Linked DNA regions of Callithrix jacchus: region 1 is linked to region 2. A link is a contact called in public Hi-C data. All regions are on one chromosome and are shown on one strand. The core of a region is the stretch at or near the end of the contact, and the rest is flanking DNA. Distances in the headings are between cores, read along the strand shown.

Region 1 (5,217 bases), core at 1,328-3,827, 970 kb before region 2:
ATATGTGTAGACATCCTTCGTATATTTACACAACATATAGAGGTAATAGATAGGTGATATCATGATGCATTCTCAAGAGTTACTTGACTGAAAAGTTACAAGGACCCCAACCCCTTTGTCCTCTCTACCCACAGACTGCCCTGGGAATCAATTCCTCAGGAATTGCCCTCCAGAACTCTGCTTCTTGATTTGCAGAGTGCCATCCATGGTCATGTCATTCTGAGGTCACATAATGTGTAAAATTAGCTTCTATGGGTGTGTACCATTTAAAGAATATTTTCTTCCAGAAAAATGGAATATTATGATGTTGGAGGAGAGATAAGTTATAGGGAGCCGGATTTCAAAACGTGGTCCAAGATTCCAAAATCCTATTGATTGTGGCCATGTTAATCATTGCTATCATGTGCTTGTTTCATCCAGTGTTAATGCACTTTCCACAGTTGGACATGGTGTTAGTATAGCCAGACGGGTTTCATTATTATTTCTTTTTGCTTTCTCAATATTAATTTATTGCATGGTTTATTCTTTTCCTTTACAGCTGAAATTGCTTTAAATGATGGTTAAAATTACAAATTAAAATGTTAATTTTTTCAATGTGATTGTAATTAAAAGTATTTTGATTTAAATAACAAAAATAATACAATATTTTAAGCCGTGGAAAATGTTCTTGATCATTTGCAGTTAAGGACTTTAAATAAATCAAATGTTAACAAAAGAGGATTTTTGTTATTTTTCTTCACTTAACTAAATCCGAAGTGGATATTTTAAATACGATATTTTTCAAATTCTAGAACTGAATATAATGACAAAAACAAAAATAAAATTGTTTTGTTTTTGATTTTAACGAATGTCTATCTAGTAAAAAGCAATGAAAGAAAATCAAGTAAAGTGCATAAATTGAATTAATACTCCAAGAATTGAGATTTTTATGATTCTTTGTTCCCAGTGATGTTTACTTCATTTTTTTCTCACACCGGCTTAAGCCTTCTGTGCTTCCTTTGAGCCTTTCCACTACAAAATCAAATATTAATTTAACTACCTTTCCTCCTCCCCCAATGTATCACTTTCCTTTATCTGAGAATTCTTCCAATGAAAATAAAATATCAGCTGTGGCTGATAGAATTAAGTTGTCTCCAACAGCGACTCCTGAACCCTCTTCTCATTAAAAGAGAAACAAAACTTAGCCATCAGGGTAGCTCTGGAGGAGGTGGGAGGAGGGGAGTTAATTCGCTCTGGCAGGGGCAGCGTTGTGCCGACAAGACAATTTAGGTTGGCCCCTATTTTGCATTTTGTGAAGAAATTTTTAAAATTTTTATTCAAAAATATCTTACCTAAGTACTTAAAGTTGATTATTTGTTTGCCTTCTAAGGACTTTTAAATGCAACGTCACACCCCTTAGTTGCTTGGGATCACAAAATGAGTAATCTCCTTTGATAGCAGGCTCCCTTTCCAGTCCACCTATTTCTTTGTAAGTCTTGTTCGGATTGACATCAACAATAACAACACCAGCTCAAGCAGAGGCCGGCCTGCCTGAGCCCTTGTGTATGAACTCCATCCTCACCAGGGCTTGAACTTGGACAGCCTTTACTTTGATCGCCCCACTCGACACCGGGGACAAGATAAAAAGAGCTGTGTGAGTCGCTTAATTATAGCGTAATTGCCTTCCCAGATGAGAGAAAGGGTGCCATGTAGCACTTGAGAAAAAACCAGAAATCCCACACCCCAGCTCACTTCAACTAATGAAAGGAGGAGATGAGGGAAATTACTAGTTTGAGTAATTTCAAACCCTGGTTTGGAGGCCTCGCAAGGACATTAAAGTCCCCAAGAGAGGAAAAAGCTTCCAATCCCAACCGTTACTCATATTTACATAAGGTAAACAAACGTTGGCAAATTCAGCTTCCAAATGTAATATAAAGGCGTGGGCTTAGGCCTGGGAATCCCGCCCCCACTGAATCTAAGATGTCTAACTTCTGTGCTGTCCCCTTTCTCATTTTCAACGTAAAAGAAACATCAGTGCCTTGCCTTCACCCCACAAAGCTTAAGCTAGCCTTAGTTCTTGCTCTCTTACTTGCCGGAGACTTTTTCTAGTTAAGCGGTGAAGGGGGCACTTTGGAGGCCTGCCTCGGGAGTTGGGCTGCGGGGAGGCTGCAGGCTCAGCCCTACCTCGCGGGCTTCTCGCGGTTCTCAGATCGCACACTCAGCCACCTCTGGGCGATGCGACCTGCCGCCCGCGCGTTACGACGCGCGCGGGTTGGCGTCCAGGACAGCTGGTTGCCAGGGAAGGCGGACAGAGCAGGACAGCAAGCATCTCGAGGTGACAAGTGCAGTTAGTTCTTCATTGTTTGGGCATTTTCCCTTCCAAGCGAATAAATCTCCTGTTGAGCCCGGGACCTAAAAGTCAACAAAGAAGGCCAGCCGCCTCGTTACGGCTCCAGCGGCCCCGGCTGCCCGCGTTACCGCGGCTGCTCCCGCTGCGTAATCCCTTCCTCGGAAACCCCAACACACAAACGCCCGGGCGCCCGGGTCGGGGCGTTCCGGCCCAGGGCCAGGAGGAAAACATCTGTGGTTCCGAGGGAGTGCGGGGACCCTCCCCGAGAGCGCCGCCTTTCTGCCACGACCCACCCCATCCACTTTTCGTCTCGGTGTTTCCACATTTCTTCACCTCGCCAGCTCTTGAAGACCAGGGCCGGAAAGGGCCTGCTGACCGCCCCGCCGCGTTGTCCCGCTCGCAGGATTTAGGAATTTCGCCCGAGAGGGGGAGGGGTCCTCGGAGAGGGGAGGGAGGGGGCGGGGAGGGGCGAGGAGGGAAAGCGTTCCTCCCGACCCGAGTGTACAGCTCCGGAGGCACTCGGATCCACCAACGCCATCGAGAAAACACTTCCAGAAAAAAAGGAAAAATAAATGTTTTGGGAGTGTCAGGGGAGGAGAGCTGCAATTGTTACTCTCACCTTGCGTTTGGGAAGCGCAGGTCTGAAACATTTTTAAGGTGATAAAAAGAGAACCAAAGATAGGAAAGAAGAAAAGCTCATCGGTTCTATTCAGCAAAAACTAAACAACTCTCAAGTGTTCACAAGTAGAAGGAAGCTCCGTCCATTTTCTACATGATGACTAATACTGTGTTTAAATCAAAGACAAAATTTAATTTCCATTGTCCCTTTGTGATCCCCCTTATACAGATTAAACTGGTGAGAATTATTAGGGAAGGAGGGATTAAAACAAACAAGATCCTATTAAAGCTCCTAACCTCTGTTTTCATTTTCTGAAGGCTAGATACCTGATTGATTTCACTGTAAGTATAAAACACATTATTTTTATCAGAAGTCTAACAGATTTGAATGAGCCATGACAGAAAAGAAGTCCTGAAGTGATAAAAATGTAAGCCCTTGTTTTGGCATTTTGAAAAATTGGTCTCAATTCCACAAACATGCTTATTAAGTTTTTTTTTTTTTGCAAAAAACTGCTGAGATCAATACAAATTCCTTTCAATGTGAGCCAAAGTAGGAGACCTGTAGCCCAAATTAATTAACCTTTCCTCAAGATCAATTGGCTTTCTGTTGATTTAGCAGTAATATTGTAGAACATTTAGCTATAATGTATTTTAATGTGATACCTCAATGTCAAGAGGAAAAAATGTGTTGAAAAATAAAATTGCTTAAATAATTTAATATACATTTTATACATTTGTAAAAAATATTTTGCCTTCAAAAATTAAATAATTGTAATAAAGTGTGCTTTGCAACCAAATGGAGTTAAGAACATGCCTAATTACTCCAAAATAGTTATATGCAAAAAGGTGATTGTTTTAAAGATACCTAGAACTAAATAGGTAATCAAATTATGCTGAAATTGAAAAACAAAATTTTCTCAAACTAAAAGAATCGTTAGAATCAACTGATCCTCATGAGAGTAAAAATGTAAGAAAATGAAATGAAAAAACGTGAATATTTCACAATATTCCTGTTTATAAATAGAATCTATTTGGAAAGGTAAAGGATTTTTTAAAGTAGCCACTTATGCAAGTTTTATTCTCATCCACGATGTTATTTAGTGCATCCAAATAACTTTTAACAACAGATTACCTTAAATCTTCTGTTTTTTTCTTCCAAATAGTTAAGTTTGGGGGGATAACAGCCCCACTGGCTTTTCTCTTTTTAGCCCCAGCCCAGCGTGGTTCTTTGAACTTTGGCCAGCTGGGAGTGCAGCCCTCAGCTTTTTGTTCTCCACCATCATTTTACCAAGCAATACGGGGCTGGAAAATACTCGTGTCGTTCAATTTCAACTTGTAAAATGCATGCATTTTCCTATTATAAACATTTAAAAACACCCGACAAGGGAAAAATCCTCACTTGCCACCTTTCTTTTTCTATTTAACTTCCTTATTTCTTCAATTACCTTAGCTGTGACTACACTGTAAGAGCAAAGCGCATGGTGAGAGTGAGCTCACCCTTGCAGCCCCGGGAAATAAAGAGCCCTCCTTCTTCTAGGTGCCACTCTGTGATCTTTTGGGGTTCCCTATGTTCCAGTCAACCTACAGGACAGAGGCAAGATATTCTCCCTCAATATCCGGGAAGGAAAGGGCTTAAGTACAATCGTGCTGGAACACATCAGAATCCAGGTGGAACGCAGGTCAAGTCACTAGCGAAATCAAGTTAAGAACCAGGCCAGTGATACCCACGGCAGGCCTGACTCAGAGTTTAGGTGTGAGATTGCCTTGGTTTGACTTTTACGTCTCTTAACACCCGTTCAAGATTACAAATCGGGGGCTTTTTCTTTTCTTTTAATTTCTGGAACCAAGAAAAAAACAACGTGGAAATTCCCCCCAAAGCATTGCTTGGAAATACGGAACAATGAATTAAATTGGAAACCTCCTTAGTCCCCCTCTCCCCCTCCACACCTTTAAAAAGGAGTATATTTGTTACTCTTTTGCTTGCCAGCTCATATCCCGGGTCAGTTTTTTGGTTTCTCTCTCTTACACTAAAGGATTGTTTTAAAACACAAACAATTTAATGAAAAGACTGTAAGGGGCTTTGCGGCGGTTTGTATCCTTTGTATGTTTAATTTTAAAGGTCCATTATGCCCGAGGGAGGAAGAAGGTGCTCGCCTAGTCCCTTGCTCCAGGAGAGCGAAATTTCTTTGCCTGATTCAGGTGATTGGGATATTATTGGAACGTTCCCCTAGCTCTGGGTCCCACCTGGGGGACTTTGTGCCTCACTACCG
Region 2 (5,862 bases), core at 1,455-3,954:
TTTCCCCCTACATTTTTAAAACTTTAGGCTGATATGTTAAGAAAGTGGACTATCTACACATTATTTAAATTCTGCATATAGGACAGTTAGACTTTATTTTCTCCCTACCAAGAAGTTAACGCCAAAAAAAAAAAAAAAACAACTCAGTAAAAGAAAACAAACTCAGGTCTCCTGCTGAAGCCGGACTGGGCAGGAGGGCTCGGGGAATCCTGACTAGGCAGAAAGGACGCTTAGGACTAGGCAAGGTCAGGGGTGAGAAAGGAAAGAACAGTGGGGTGGCACTGCTGAAAATGTGCAGAAACTAGATAGATACCCACTTGCATTCTTGGGGACCCGAGAACCCCAAAGGAAAGCGGAAAGCTCAGGGTAAACGGAAAAGAACAGTAAAAAGAACGGCATGGAATCGCCTGCATTTTATTTCCATCACTGCAGATGCCACTTCCCCTCCTAAGATACACACGGTGAAGTCTGTTAAGGGGGAGAGGTAGAGGGAGAGAGAGAGAGAGAGAGAATATGACCTCGTCTGGGAATGAGTTAGTAGTAGTAACTTCGGGACCTCCATTTCCGAGGAAAATGAAGTGAAGCATAAGAACGAAACCAATTAGTTGACATTTGAACTTCCTGCCGGAGCAAATTTGGCCTGATTGCCAAAATGGGAGAATACTTCAATTTCCACCGCGTGCTGGACTCCTCCCGGGCGTCTGTGATCCCCAAGCAAGCTACTCTGCCTGCAGCGGCATCTGCAGCCGGCAGCCCCAAGCAGGCTCAGGCCTCCCGGGCTGCCCCCCAAGTCCGGCCCGGACGCTCTCTTCAAGTGAGCAAGCCGGGCTGAGGCCGCCTCGGCTCGAGAGGCGGGGGAGGGTGGAAAATGCGAACCATGTGTTGGGGATGGGGGGATGTTATGGGTCTGGTAGTTTGAGATGAGGCAGGAGACTGTGTGTGGCAAGGAAACCAGGGGCAAGCGTTTCAAGTTAATGAGATCAGGACACCCCCTAGGAAGACTCCTTACGTTTCCAAAGGAAAAAGCCTCAGGTGATAGGAAAGACAGGGTCCCAGAGGCCGCAGATAGTGGGACCTCCGCGGGAATGCGGAGGCAGATGCTGCACATCCACACGCCCTGTCTCTGAGCCCCTACCTTGGTCGGTGATGGAGCGGATGCCCAGGATGTCAGTGACGGAGTGCGAGGAAGGCCAGGTGCGCGGCATGGCCACCGAACCGGGAATGGCAGGCACCCCGGGTGGTGTGGGCACCTTGGCAGCCGCCGCCGTGATAGGACTGGGGTATGAGTAGATGTGGTTGTAGGGCAGCGCTGGCTGCGGTGCCGGCTGGTGCTGCTTGTACGAGTCGTAATGACCCTGCTGGGCCAAGTTGCCGATCTTGTTGCGCAGAATGCGGCTGATGGAGCTCACCGAGGGCACGTTGTACTTGTCGCACACACCGTCCGCCAGCAGGCGGTCCCGGATCTCCCAGGCGAAGATGCCAGGGTCCCTCTGCTTGTAGGTCCGGATGTGCTTCACCACGGTGGGGGTAGTGACCCGGGGCTTGCTGCCCCCGATGGCTCCTGGCAAGATCGAGCCTGTTTCGTTGTAGCGCGCCAGGATCTTGCTGACACAGCCGTGTGAGACCCGTAGCTGGCGGCTGATGTCACAGGGTCGGATGCCCAGTTGGGCCAGTTCCACGATGCGAAGCCGGATGGCGTTGGGCAGCGGCCTCCCGTTCACGAACACTCCACCCAGCTGGTTCACCTCCCCGAAAGCTGGCTCTAAAAAACGAACACACAGCGCGCGGAGACGCGCACACGCTGCTTGGGACAGCCGCCTGCCACTGGGCCTCCCTGCGCGTCCGGGGACTGGGCGAACGCACCCGTCCTGTACTAACGACAGGGGCTGTCCCCAAGCCAAACGATTCCTGAACAAAGCCGAACGGGCCCAACTGTCACGGTCCAATCGGACCCCCTCCCTCATTCCTGCGGTGCCAGAGGCCCCTACAGCCAAGTAAAGTGGTGAGACTCAGGGCCTCTCCAAGCGTTCAAAAGTCCTCCGAAGCAGGACGGGAAATCGGTCTTGATGCCTAAACGCGCTGCTTGTAGCCTGCTCCTCACTAAATTTCTTGGGCCACTCCCTCTTTACTCATCCCATCCCCAGCGTTCCTCCTGGAGACCCGGGCAGTTAAACAAAGTCTAGGAGAAGCTAGAGGTGCTTTTTTTTCCCTCCTGTTTTGTTTGTGTGTATGCGCGCGTGTGAAGCAAAACTTGGTTTGCTACGGGGGCTGCGGGGCTTGCTGATGCCATAGTTCCCTTCTCTTAAAATCAGAAAATGGCATCAATAGCCAGCCAGTAGCCAGCGTTCACATTGAACTCCTGTGCGCCGCTGACCCTTAGCGTGTTCCTACAACTTGTAGGAACACGAGCAAAGTCAATAGAAAATGTGAGCGCTTAGTGGCGCGCGCCCTCTCGCTCCCTCCCTCCCTCCCTCTCTCGCTCGCTCCCTCCCTTCGCGGCTCCGACAGAGTCTTCCACCGCCACTCACCCATTGCTCCGAGCAGTACACCAACCCGGCCCCAGTTCCGCACAACCAGACAGAAACTTTCCGCAGGGCCGCAATGGCCCGGCCTGTTGCTACCCCGAGCCGCCGGCGCCTCCGCTTCTTCCCAGGAGGTGGAGGCGAGAGTGCAAAAGGAAGAAGTAAAAGGAAGTCTGTGCCCCGGTGAAAGAGGCTTGAGTTCTGCATTTCAATCTAAGCTGCAACGTGGGCTGGGCTGAGCAGGGCCGGGCGGCTCCGTCTATCACTCACTGGGGACACGCCCTCAAAGAGGCGGGCCTGAGGGCGAGCTGCGTGGTGATTGGTACGGGCCGGTGAGCGGCAGGGCAGTCCAGGAAACTCCTTCCGCTATCTCTTTCAGGCTGGCCCCCCACCTGGGTGACTAAATACCACGAAAATGGGTGTTTGACATCTTCCCAGAAGCGACACAAAAAGACAGCAAAATCAGGCTGGTAAAATGCTGAATAAACAAATGAAAGAGTCTTATCTGAGTATGAATGATTCGAAGGGAGAAGGGACCCGAGGAGACCTCCTCAGGGGAACGATGGACGTCTCAGAATTGAAGTTAAAACCCTAAGTGGGAGGCGGGCGCCACGGTGCACGGGGGTGGGGAGTTGTCTTAGCAAAATCTGTCGAGAGGGCCACCGGAGAGAATCTGTGTCACCTGCCGATTCTACCTAACTTCAATCCATGCCAGGTGGAGAGAGCGCAGGTGTGAGAAGGTAGGCCCGCCAGAGAAACCAGGAGGTTACGGGGAGCCCGAGCCACAGGTGAGGGCCACTGTTAAGGCCAGGGAGGCTCCTCCTACCGCCAGCTTCCCGCGGCAGCCCCCCACCCCCCAGGTGGACTGGCCAACCACTAGCCACGCAGGCTCAAGGTAGGGGCCACGCCGTGTGCCGGGAACTGAACCACAGGAGGCTAACGCGAGGGCACTGCCCCAAGTCCATTGATTGCCAGTGCCTGGGGCACTCACTACGGAGTCCAAGGCTCTGCCACATTCAGCCACTGTCCTGGGCCGCTGGGCCTTGGTGCCAGGGTTTGTGAGGGTTCTCCAAACCGATTTCTAGAGAGTTTTGTTTGTATATAAAAGAGATCTAGTCTCAAGAAAGTGGACACTGATGCTGCACATGGATGTAATTCCCTCTTCTATTAAGCTCCCAGAGGTCCTTTGGTTCTGCCTACTTCTGAATTTTCACTTTTGTTCATGCTAAGTCTAATCTAAAGTTTGCTGTATGCTTGTTGGCAGCCAAAGTTATTGATATTTGCAGTTAGGGTTGTGGAGAATGTGAATAAAAATAATAAACAAGAAGAAAATATTTTCGTGAATTTGGGAGTTTTTACTGCTTGGGGTCGTGAACTATGCTACTGCTACTTGACAATCCACAAGGCTCTTTGTCCACGCAGGATTCAGGCTGCTTCCCCAACAGTCCCCAGGGATGTGTGTGGCTCTGTTAAACCCAGGGAAGCTGGTCCCAGATCTTGGGCCAGTAAGTTACAAGAACCCAGGACAAAACTGTGATCAGCCATGCTTCTGCAAAGGAACAGATCTCCAGATTCCCACTTGTATAGTGAGGATGCACTCTAAATTCGGTTACCTAACAGAATGAAGGATGTGAAAGATACAGATGAACTAAAACACCATTCTTTACAATCGTAATCTTGAAAAAAGTCCCACAACTAGACATACTTGAACTTGTCCCTTTTTGTTGGTTGGTTTCAAATGTTTAAAATCTTCTTAAAGTTTGATTTGATAGAAATTTCACTCTAGTCTGACCCCAATATCTGTTGAGTGACACCGTGTGGCACCGCCTGGCATTTTTACATAAGTAGAGCCTTCGGAAATCTAAAGATTTTAGAAGCAGAAGCGCCTTCTTAAGGCTGATACATTAATTGAGTTTTTGACGCATCGGAGGGGAGTTTACGACTTTGCCTTAGGCTTCAGGAGGGAATGAACATGCCCAGCAACTTGATCAGGAATCCTCCTTCCTCCTCACAGACAAGCAGTGAGTGTCGTCCTCTGCGCAGAATGTGATCTACCTCCGTGCACCCAGGGAGAATTCGCAGTCGGCAGGGCTGCTAGGCGGATACGAGGATATTCGCCTACCAACATGCAAAACCTAATGCCCCGCGGGGTGTCTGGGGACTCTTCGAAAGCTTTAGCAGTTCTACAGCACCAGCCTAGGGTAAAAGGTTACTGTTTAGAGCTCTGGCCATTTGGAGGTAACATACAACCCCCTCTTGTTCCCACCAACTCCTTTGTCTGCCACACATCTCCCCAGTTCTCACACAGATTCAATGCCATCTCTCCCTTTCCATCTTCTGGACTTGGCTGTGACCATGTGGCCTTAGATGCTGCGGACTCCCTGGGCGCATCAGGGGTAGCATCTCAGTGGGCAGGGGGCCTGATCCGCGGCGCCGGCCGCTCCCCGCAGACCCCACTCATACCGTCGGTTGCAGGTACTGGGTGCTCTTAACATTGTCAAGAGCGCAGAAAGAACCCATTTTAGGTGCTTTGGGCCACTAAGTATCCACCGCAAGCAGAGGACCCCGCTCTGGGAGCAAGAGAAGACAAAGCTGCAGCGGCAGACGCTGTCAGTGAGACCCCAGCAGAAGAGGGTGACGCTGAAGCCTTCCCAGGCGCGGACAGAGTGCTGGGGCGAGGCAGGCACTGAGCTCCACCGAGAGACGACGGATCTGAGGGAGAGAAAGAGGGATAGAGGAAGGAAGAGAAAGAACATTCAGGTATAGTCAGTTCCAATGGGCGTAAGGACGTAGGACTTAGAGAAAAAACAAGAGTCAGCTGGAGTCACTGCCCCCTGGGTACTGGCCAGTCTGGACCCAGGAGATCACAAAGAGATTAGAAGAATTTCAACTAAAAGGAGAAATTTAAGACCAAAACCAAAACACAACCAGTAAGGCCTGCAGCTGGCTCAGGCCGGGGAGAAGCCAAAAAGCCTTTCCCTAGTCTCGTCGAGGCCTCCTCCGAGGGGCGACCGGCTCTCTGGGTAAATATTTACTCAGTGGGAGACTGGAAGCCAGCCGGGCCTAGAGTGTGAAGGAGGGGGGCTACACAGGGTTGGAGGGATCTGTACACTCGGTGCGGGCCGGATCCCGGTGTACACCCGCCCGAGGGGAGCAGTAGCCGGGGACTCCGGGGGCGGCTCGGCCTAGGCGTGCGGCTGGGGAAGTTTTAATCCCTACCACCGGCTCGGCTGGACTCCGCCCTGCCCTCGAGGACCCCAGCCAGATGCTGTGAAGTCTCCATAAATCTGTCAGCCCTCCCAGTGCCGCGGGCAGTCACCTGCTGCGCCCCCTTCCAGGC

Evidence for each region. Hi-C and Micro-C count contacts between places; a contact is called where the count stands out from the background.
Region 1: a contact with region 2 is called in a Hi-C map of induced pluripotent stem cells, with 7 times the contacts expected there. The contact joins the enhancer-like site here to the promoter of PAX9 in region 2. A contact is called at or near these places in 2 of 3 Hi-C or Micro-C datasets (induced pluripotent stem cells and skeletal muscle).

The regions. Positions count from the first base shown.
Region 1 is chr8:72,262,566-72,267,782 of calJac240_pri, reverse strand. MIPOL1 (mirror-image polydactyly 1) reads right to left here. Exons shown (of 15, transcript XM_078334795.1): 15 at 1-5,217. It overlaps FOXA1 (forkhead box A1), which reads left to right. Exons shown (of 2, transcript XM_017977060.4): 2 at 1-1,137. Among named protein-coding and RNA genes, the nearest start is that of FOXA1, 7.3 kb to the left of the region's middle. Within about 2 kb of position 2,577, at least 4 of the 16 cell types and tissues checked have an H3K27ac peak or open chromatin away from gene starts, as enhancers often do.
Region 2 is chr8:71,287,493-71,293,354 of calJac240_pri, reverse strand. PAX9 (paired box 9) reads right to left here and starts at 2,704. Exons shown (of 4, transcript XM_035260363.3): 1 at 2,529-2,704; 2 at 1,136-1,762. The coding sequence starts at 2,532.